2 separate regions of the Mus musculus genome follow, and region 1 is linked to region 2. Evidence: chromatin contacts called from public HiChIP or PLAC-seq data. All regions are on one chromosome and are shown on one strand. Each heading gives the region's core, a stretch centred on a gene start, on an enhancer-like site or on the middle of the called end of the contact. The rest is flanking DNA. Distances are from core to core; before and after follow the strand shown. Region 1 holds the start of Spata18 (spermatogenesis associated 18). Region 2 overlaps Cwh43 (cell wall biogenesis 43 C-terminal homolog).

What was found. HiChIP or PLAC-seq counts read pairs in DNA pulled down with a chosen protein or histone mark.
Region 1: an H3K4me3 HiChIP or PLAC-seq map of embryonic forebrain shows a contact between it and region 2, with 4 times the contacts expected there. The contact joins the promoter of Spata18 here to the enhancer-like site in region 2. A contact is called at or near these places in 16 of 39 promoter capture datasets (the 3T3-L1 cell line, 3T3-L1-derived adipocytes, the HPC-7 cell line and 9 more), 1 of 15 datasets of contacts at CTCF or cohesin (the NIH/3T3 cell line), 24 of 484 Hi-C or Micro-C datasets (the BV-2 cell line, the CH12 cell line, the MC38 cell line and 20 more), 28 of 115 datasets of contacts at active chromatin or transcription factors (the 230-238 cell line, the NIH/3T3 cell line, astrocytes and 17 more) and 5 of 9 other capture datasets (adipose tissue, embryonic stem cells, liver and 2 more).

What each region holds. Positions count from the first base shown.
Region 1 is chr5:73,648,292-73,653,458 of GRCm38.p6, reverse strand. Spata18 (spermatogenesis associated 18) reads right to left here and starts at 2,079. Exons shown (of 13, transcript NM_178387.3): 1 at 1,787-2,079. The coding sequence starts at 1,873. Gm34902 (a long non-coding RNA gene) reads left to right here and starts at 1,605. Exons shown (of 2, transcript XR_377025.3): 1 at 1,605-1,686; 2 at 1,991-2,479.
Region 2 is chr5:73,435,699-73,440,393 of GRCm38.p6, reverse strand. Cwh43 (cell wall biogenesis 43 C-terminal homolog) reads right to left here. Exons shown (of 16, transcript NM_181323.2): 14 at 1,898-1,959. Among named protein-coding and RNA genes, the nearest start is that of Cwh43, 32 kb to the right of the region's middle. Within about 2 kb of position 2,168, at least 1 of the 459 cell types and tissues checked has an H3K27ac peak or open chromatin away from gene starts, as enhancers often do.

The DNA of each region.
Region 1 (5,167 bases), core at 830-3,329, 210 kb before region 2:
TAATCCTAAGTGGTTTTCTTTCTGCATTATGCTCTCAGAGTCCCTTTCTGGCCCTCAAACAAAGGCTGAACTCCCAAACACACCCCTCAAAGCTCTCTGGTATCTGCCCCCAACCCCCCACCTTCTCAGCTTCATCAGGTGTCGATCCTCCCAGCCCCCACCAATCCTAAATCTTGCACATGAGGCTTCCTCTACCCTTCCTTTTCTTCTGCAGATTGAGGCTCATCATTAAGATTCAGCTCCATTAGGGATGGACAGATGGCTTCACTGGCTGCTCTAGTGAAGACCCTGGTTCGGTTCTCAGCACTTACAGGACAGCTCACAGCCATCTCTAACTCTAGTTTCAAGGGACCTGGTGTCCTCTTCTGATCTCTGCAAGCACTGCACAGGTGATAGATACACAGGCAAAACACCCATGCACATAAAATAAATGTTTTTAATTAAAAATATAGCTTCCAGTGCTAATAATCCCCACATCTAGTACAGAAGGCACACCATATGCTCTGAAAAGAAAAGAAGCCTGTCTCAGAGCACAGTGGTGAGTGCAGCAGTGGGGCTCCTCAAATCAAGGCTGAGATGAAGAGGGCCAGAGAAGGAACTTCATGCAGCAAAGCTAACTCAGGTATTAGCCCGAATCATCCTTAGTTGGGAAAACTTGAAAGTGTGCATTGTGTTTAGAGTTAATCTGAGCCATTTACACACTTTCTTTTAAAGTTTCCTACTGGGGAATGGCTTTAACTGTGTTCATGATTCTAAAGGATTATACGTGACTTTTTTTTTTTTTAAAGTTAATTCTAGCTAAGCCAATAGGAGTATACACTGCAAAATTAACCTTCCAAACCAACACAGTTTACAGCTTTTTAATAAATATAGTCTTCTACAACTAACATTATTAACAACTAGAGTTTGCTGTAGGGAATACAGATCTTAAGGTTTAAGTCAAGATTCCCTAGTACTAATAAAAACCTCTTTGGGGGATTACAGGACTGTGCTTAGCAACGGATCCAAATCGAAACTACACTTAACAAGATATGGGATACGTTCAGATGTAAATTCAGAAACAAGATGATCTACATTATTTAAAAATGAGATCTAGAAAGTAAGTTTACATATTGTTTAATCCAATCCCAACAATGGAACAGATAAGATGCTGAGACCCAGTGTGGCTAGGAAACGTTATTTGGCTAGTTGTAGCCACATAGAGATGGAGAACCTAACCGTCACTTTCCTGACTGCTCCCCGCCTGGGTAAAACTCAGAGCCTCCTCTTGAAGACACTTCCATCGAAGAGAGCCAAGTTCAACATGCAGCTGTTGAAACACCGCTGAAGTGGCATTCATGAAGTTTGGAGTGTGCTTCTGAGTGTGACAGTGTGCTGGTGACACAGTAATTTCTTACAAAAGCCTTGCCAGCACCTCCTGGAAGTTGCCCTGCTACCCTAATAGCCATGCTGACCAGCGGGCAAACAAAAAGTGCAACCTTTACAAGTGCCCCTTTTCCTTAATAGCACCCAGGTGTAGGGAAAGTTCACTCCGGGAATCCCTAAAAAGGGAAGGAGGGGGGAAGGTCCTGAGAATGGGAGTGGCTGGCAGCTCTAAGCTACCCTTCTGTTGCTAGGGCCGCGGGTGTCCAAGGTTACCGAATACTGGTTAGCGCTACGGCTGGAGTCACCCCACCACCGATAAAGGTGGGGCTTTCTTCTTTGACCTGGGTAGGAGTCTGAGATCCCCGTTAGGGTCCCAAGAGCGGTGGGGTTGTGAGCCCTAGGATCTCCCACCCTGACTCACGTTGTAGTCGTTCACCCAGTAGGTGACTTTATCCTGCAGTGCTTGTAAAGATTCGCTTTTGGCCAGCTTCTTCAGGCTTTCTGCCATCGCGCGCTTTTTCGCGCTTCCGACTCCGGGAGATCTAGTAGTAGAGGGGACGAGGGAGTGGGTGGCTTAGGCTGAACGACGGGGTGATGTAGCTTAAGGATGTTATCTTCCACACAGGCTCAGAACGCGGCTGGAGTGTCCATCCTCCCCCTCGGGTCGGACCGGGCAGGTCCCCCCTGCCCGGCGCGCTGTTCTGGCTCCCCCGCAGCCGCCTGCCGACCAGGCCATAAATACCCCGGCGATTATTAAACAAACCTTGACGTGGCGGCCGGCTGCCAGGGACCCGGGGCTAGCGTCGGAGCAACGCCCCGCCCCCCACTCCTCGCTCCCAGCCTGGGGACCTTGGGGACCCACCCCTACCGCGACCTCCTCCCACCCAGCGCCGTGGCGTAACGGGCCCGAGGCGAAGGCACAGAAGCGTCGAAACTCCGACTTGTGCTACCCTCTGGAGGACACCCAGACCCTGGGGTGGGGGGCTGCTGTGGGACCCTGCGCTGGGAACCGCAGGGCACCTAACCCGGGGCTGCACCCCGTACTGGGTGGCAGTGCGTACGTAGGAAAGCAAGTTAACTTCATGAAAATTTTGAGTAGACTTTTTGGCAACCACTTCCTTGGCCCTTTCTTTATTCCTCCACCCATAGTGCCTTTAATTCTCCATTTGTGAAATTGGGACTCCAATGTCCGTTTTTTACTACTTTCATTTTGGGCTTTGTGCCCTCCTCCTCCTCCGTGGGTCTGTCCGTTGGTTTGTACTGTACAGAAAGACACACACTACCGGGCGGGATCCTCGCCCTGACTTCCAGGTCTTCCTCAGCACGATCAGGTGCAAGCCTGTGTTGTGTGGGAAGTGGGGGTGGGCGGGTGCCATGACACTCGTGTCTTACTGTTCGCTGTGTCAGGGACCTGTATTGCTGTTCAGAGGAAATCTAGCCTCTGTTCCATTTGCACGAAATTGCTTTTTAAAACGGAGTTGCTAGGATTTACCAGTCCGAGAAGTGGTTGTCATGCAAGCTCGAGGTCCTGAGTGGATCCACAGGAGACATGGGGAGGTTTTGGGGGTTGTTTTGTTTGGGTTTCTTGTTTGTTTGTTTGTTTTAAATCCGGGCACTGACACAGGAGATTCCCTGGGACTGATGGCCAATTGGTCTAGATGATTCCTGAGCTCTCTGTTCAGGCAGAGATCCTGTATCAAGAAAATAAGGTGAAGAGATTAAAACAATATCTGGCCTCCACACAAGTACAGAGAAAGGGGGAAGGGGAGGGGAGCGGAAGAAAGAGGAGGGGAGGGGAAGGAGAGGAAGAAAGAGGAGAGGGGAGGGGAGAGGGAGGAGAGGGGAAGTGAAGGAAGGAAAGGGGAGGGAGGGGAAGGAGAGGAGAGGGAGGGAGGAGAGAAAGGAGAGAGGAGAGGAGGAAAGGAGAGGGGAGAGGGGAGGGGGGAAGGAGGAAGGGAAGGGAGAAAATTATGGTAAAAGCAGAATAATGCAAGATAAAATCCTGAATATCAAATGGGTGTCATAGTGAACTGGTATAATTCCCGTTAAAATAAGACTGCTGTGAGAATTAGAGACATTGCAAGCACACAGCACCCTCCAAATGCATCAGAAGGGAAAAAACTTCAAAACATCATTAGACATGACGAACACTACCCTTGTGGTTAATTCTGTGAATTGGTTCTCATTTTAAAAAATCATTTATTTATTTATTTATTTATTTATTTATTTATGCTCCGTATTTTATACCCCTCCCGGTCCACCCTTTGACTGTTCCACACCCCACACTTCCTCCCCAGCCCCACCCCTGTCTCCACGAAGATGTCCCTACCCTCTCCCTCCCCAACCCCACCAGACCTCTAAACTCCCTGGTGCCTCCAGTCTCTCGAAGGTTAGGTGCATCTTCTCTGACTAAACCGGGACCCAGCAGTCCTCTGCTGTATATGTGTTGGGGGCCTCATATCAGCTAGCATATGCTGTTTGGTGGTCCAGTGTCTGAGAGATCTTGGGGGTCCAGGTTAGTTGAGACTGCTGGTCCTCCTACAGGGTCACCCTCCTCCTCAGCTTCTTCCAGCTTTTCCTTAATTCAACCACAGGGGTCAGCAGCTTCTGTCCATTGATTGGTTGGGTGCAAATATCTGCCTCTGACTCTTTCAGCCGCTTGTTGGGTTTTTCGGAGGGCAGTCATGCTGGGTCGGAGGGATGGCTCAGAGGTTAAGAGCATTGGCTGTTCTTGCAGAGGACCTGAGTTTGGTTCCCTACACATGTTTGGTGGCTCATAACTGTAACTCCAGTCCTAGGGGGTCTAACAGCCTCTTCTGACCTCCACCAGCACCAGGCATGCAGGTGGTACATATACATATCTGCAGGGAAAACATTCATACACGTATAATATCAAATCTTAGAAAACAACAGCAGCCAGAAGAAGACACATTGGCAATGAGAACAAGTGGGTGACCTGTCAGTAACACCTCAGCAACGAGGAATCCAAGGAGAAGAGACCCATCTTCAGACAGTCAAGGTCCATCTGACTTCAGAAAAATCCATTATTAAAGTACCTATGTGGAGACATGTTAAAAAAAAAAAAAAAGCAAGGTGGGGCTTCTTATCTGCTTAGAATCTGGAGTGCCAGGCAGCTCTGGAAGACATTTAATAAGTTCCATTATTGTGAGTGATTGAGACTGACACAAGGTTAGAAACAGAGTAGCGCTAATCAGAGTATGGGGGCTCTGAAGAGAATGTGACATTTGGTGGGTTCTTGGGGGACACAAAGGAGTATAGCTGTCAGAGAAAAAGGAAACGACTTGAGCATAGTGAATAGTGAGGCACAGGAACCCAGGAGCAGTCAAAAGCCTTATTGTCAAAGTTGATAAATGGGACCAGAGCCAAGCTATTACCCAGACACCGCCGACTTTCAAACCTGTGGGTTGTGATTTACATAGTCTTCCTGACTAAAACGCAGGTTCGTCCCAGTGATAGAGCCAGGCAGTTTTAGCAGTTGGGGAAGAAGACAGGACCAGGCAAATGACCACATAGATACAGCTTATATCCGAAATCAGGCATGAGAGAGGGGGAAGGTTGGGAGACATTTGCTGTGTGTCAGAGTATTTAACTCCACAGCCAGCCAGCCATCAGAAGTAGGCGAAGCAGGGAAGCTGAGTTAGAAAAGCAAAATGACCCAGTACCTGGAGAGAAAAAGCTGAATCAGACATCTCCCTTGGGTGGCCTAGGGTAGTTTGTAGAAACTACTCATCATCTGAGGAGTTCTTGAACTTAGGATGCTACTCATTCTATTGTTTTCAAC
Region 2 (4,695 bases), core at 919-3,418:
TTGGGGAATCAACCAGGACTGAAGAAAGAAAGGCAATGGACTTGGGATAGAGGGGAAGCAGATGACCAAACTCTTTCTCAAACACACCTGTGAGGACACGGACTCCTATCCAAAAGGGAGTGGGAATCCATCAGATGGGTGAGGCAGAGGTCTGTCGTGGATGCTGCGTACACACCATGGAAAGGTGGGAGTGTAAAAGTAAAAGAAAGGGGGAAAGTAAAAGAAAGGGGGGCTTCAGCCAAAGTGGGGGGCTTCAAGAGAGAAACAGAAACAAAGATTGAGGGTGGGTGGAGGTAGCCCACCTTCCCACGACAAAGAGAGGGACACGAGAGCTGAGCCCCTGTCAGATAGTTAATCTGAGCTGTCACAGTTAAGGCTTTGGGTTAAGCTCATGCGCTACAGCTCTGGGTCATTCCAAAGCACTGTTCCCAGAGACCTTTTCGGCAAATCTGGGCTGTTTATTTCCTGAATCTCTAAGACTGAAATTTTAACCTGTTTCTAGACCTTTGAGAATATACCTGTCTTTTATTTAAACCACCTACTCATTCTGTATTATTTTGCCGGGGCAACCAGGGCAGAGCAATGGATAAGCCGTAACGCATGCACACAGGCATGCAAGCGTGCCTGCAGGCACACATACCCACAGAGAAGTACCAGCTATCATAAATAATGCTGAGTCTTGATGGCTAGTCATTTTGTGCAACTTGGCACTGCTATACCTATTTCAATCTACCACCAAAGCTTGTTCTCTAGAATTCTGATATCCTGTGACTAACAAATACTTGAATGCAGAATGAAATAGAAACAGTGTTCTCGATCATAGATATGAAATGATTTATGAAGTAGCATGCTCTTCCACCATCGCTCTTTGGAAACAATGAGCCACTAGTTAGGCTAGCTCTCCGGCAGCTATCTGAGAGCCAAGGCTGGCCTCCTAGGGTCTTTGAACTGGTGCTGTAACCAGAATGACCTTTATAAGTGATCTCCTGGACTTCCTTCAGTAAGTACATGAGCGAACCAGGTGAGCCATCCAAGGGCCAATGAGGTCTCCATATGCTTATATTCTAAGAGAAGAGTGTGTAAGACTCTTACATAAATAGTGTGGCACATTTGTAGTAATATAAGCTGTATTTTAAGTTAAATTTTAATAGTTAAAATTTAGAGGTGACAAAATGTCAAATATAAATATATTATTTATAGGCTATTTAAAAAGAAGGAAGGAGAGATTTCTTCTTTCACCCGCAAATCTCCATATTTATAGTTTTTTTTCCAGTACATTATAGAAAAATAAAATCCTTTCTCCTTCAGTGATGAAAAATGAGTCTGGTTTCAAGCCTTCAACATCAAAAGACTCTTGATTGTTCCTGAATGTGTTTCTGTCCATGATCTGATTTAGTAAACACAGACCAAGCACCTACAAAACACCAGGCTTCAAGTGAAATACACACTATTTATTTAAGAGTCTTATATTCAAAGAGCCATATCCTTAAGAAGAGTCCATAGAACCTTACAAGATCCACTCCCCTCCCCAGTGTTCACCTGCTACCCCATCCGCCTTCCAACCCCTGCACACACTGCCACTTCCCTAGCATCACCCAGAACGCTCTTGTGTTAGAGCCTCTTCCCTGTATCCGGAAGGGCCATCTCCCAATGGTACCTTTCTTACTGTGCCTTAGTTATACACCTTTGTGTTTAATAGCTTATAAGGCCCTTATGATACCTCTAACTTTGCTTAGCTACTTCTATCTTCTTACACTATTAAATGCCAAAACTGTTAAATCTTGTAACCAACAAAATTAACTTTTATAAAGAACAGCAAAAATGAATTGCCTCCGTGATGCTTTGCCGTCTAGAATTCACAGACTTTTTTTTTTTAATTTTTAACGCCAGTGCTCACCTGATCAGACCCCGGTACATGATGTACTCACACCATCTGTCTCCATCTGAGCTGTCAATATCCTATGCAAGAGCAGAAAGGAGAATGCTTAAAAGACAGAAAACAATGCTCTAATTTGAATTGTTCAAAAAAAGACAAAAAAGAGAAGAAAAGAAAGAAAAAAAGGTGAAGTAGAGTGGAGATTATCTCCTCACCGCCCTCCTATGGATCCTCCATGCCTGAGTAACTCATTCACGCTAGAGATGCTATCTGAGTGGTTCCTACGCCCCTCTCCATCTCAGCACTGGATGCTGGGAACACAGAATGATGGTAAGTCTGCAGCTGCACTGTGGTCTTGCCTCCTGCAGCTCTCCAAACCTGTCAGCTCTGAGAGCCTTGACACCAGTCCCCAGTCCCCCTACCCAGACTCTGTACCCCAGCTGCACCCCAGGGCTTCAGTGGCTTGTTTAAAAAAGCACAGAGAAAGGATGAGAAATGGCCTGGCTTCTTCCTTTGCTCTCCCTTGCCTCTCTGTGCAAAGGGAATCCCAGCAATAGATCTTCTGCTGCCTGGTACTTTCACTTGAAGCCTGGTGTTTTGTAGGTGCTTGCTCTGTGTTTACTAAATCAGATCATGGACAGAAACACATTCAGGAGCAATCAAGAGTCTTTTGATGTTGAAGGCTTGAAACCAGACTCATTTTTCATCACTGAAGGAGAAAGGATTTTATTTTTCTATAATGTACTGGAAAAAAAACTATAAATATGGAGATTTGCAGGTGAAAGAAGAAATCTCTCCTTCCTTCTTTTTAAATAGCCTATAAATAATATATTTATATTTGACATTTTGTCACCTCTAAATTTTAACTATTAAAATTTAACTTAAAATACGGTTTATATTACTACAAATGTGCCACACTATTTATGATTTTTATTTGCCTCATGGTGTGTACCTAGATGTTAATCTTAGTTATTATTTATGTTGTTTACTCCATTTGTATACAAAAAGAAGTGTAAATAAATCATATAAATTAAGTTTAAATGTTTAATAACTATAAAAGCAAATAAATAAAAGAAGTGTTCGGCTTGCCTTGGGAAAGAGATAATAATTTAGTCATTCAGCTATAGATACTACGGCTAATCAGCTATACATCTGTTTAACTGTTGTTTTACTCCATTAGAATTTTATACGATGTTGTAAAAATTTAAGACTAGAGAATTTAATTACTCATTTCTTAAGGAGAAAAATCTGTTCATCCAAGCATATAAGATTAAAATTCCTCTGTATGTCAATGAACTTCCTGGTAGAAAAGCAATGTTAGAGACCATTACCAATCAAAACAGCTTTTAACCATTACACAGGAAACCAACAGAGGGCCAAACGAAAAGCCAGGTTGGAGACTGAGGCTGCTCCTCACACAGAGAACTGACAAGCCCGTGATCCCAAGCCCTAGACTTCTCTTTCACTCTCCTGGCTCTTTCCTGAGAATGGGTGCATTCTCTTCCCCCCCTCCCCCACCTCTCCATCCCATAATAGCTATCAGTTGAATGTGATTTGAACACATCCCCAGGGCTTCACAGGTTGGAAGCTTGGCGTGGAAATTCTGTAGGTCAGGGCCTTGTCAAAACTGGCTAAGTCAAGGGAGCGGCTCCTTCAGAGGGGATTCGTGCTGGTCTCACAGAGCCAGTTACATCGAGCTAGCCTGAACCAGCTGTCAGAAAATGAAGCTGTCCTCTGCACTTGCCTCTCTCTTCCTGGGGCCATTTTCAGTACCTTTCATCTGATGCAATGGGATGACCTGACTAGATTAGGGCTGCCTAATCTTATAATGCCAGCCTCTAAAACAATAAGGCAGGCAAATGTCTTTTTCATAGACTACCCAGAACCAGGTACCCTGTGATAACACAACCCAGAGCAACAGAGTGCAGTGTCCCCTGGCACTTCTTAAAGGACTCAAGGAAGGTTGCCCAGTGGCTTAAAGGACTGCCTGGATTCTTGATGCCCTGTCTCTAACCCTGATTAAGCTCCTGGATTCTAGATCTCTATATCCTCTTGCCCTCCGGATATCTCTCCACTAGGCCACACACATGCCTTAAACTCATCTGAGTTCCTCTTCTTTGCAATGCTGTTTTTCTTTCCTGTCTTCTCTGTCATAAACATCACCATCCCACCCAAACTGAGGAACACATTGGCTGTTCTTCGGCCTGGTCCATGAATACAGAGGCCAACTCATCTCCCCGACGTTTCCCTTTTCCCAAAGATCCAGCTCCTTCTGTGTATAGCCATCAGGATGGATTGTCCTACTTCTGCAGTCTTCTATACAGTGAAGCATGACTATACGGCTGAGCTCCAGCCAAAGAAATGAAAAGCACAAGAATCCTCCTTCCTGGAGTGTGCGTGCAGAGGTAATCTGCACTCACCCTGGGCCTCTTCTTTAGCTCTTTCTCTATCTTCCCCAATAGAACATGGATGCTGTTTTACATGATCGGACCGTAGAACTGGAGACCAGGAGAGTGGAGGCTATGTTGTGGGATGTGGGGAGAGGGGGACAGTAACAGAGGCCATGGTGGTGGAGGGCTGATTGAGTGGAGCCACATTAGAGAAATAACAGTTCCAGACAACACAGAGTGAGTGTCACATCAGGGCTGATTCTCCACCAAGGCTTCGATACAGAGAACCATGCGACTCTATCTTTCTTACCGCTGCCATCTGACTTTCTGTCCCCTGCCAGCCCCTCATTACACCACACTCTCTGTCAACTTCCCAATGCTATGTTCTAAGGACAGAGCTCTAGCTTCTGAACCTAATCAAAGACGGCA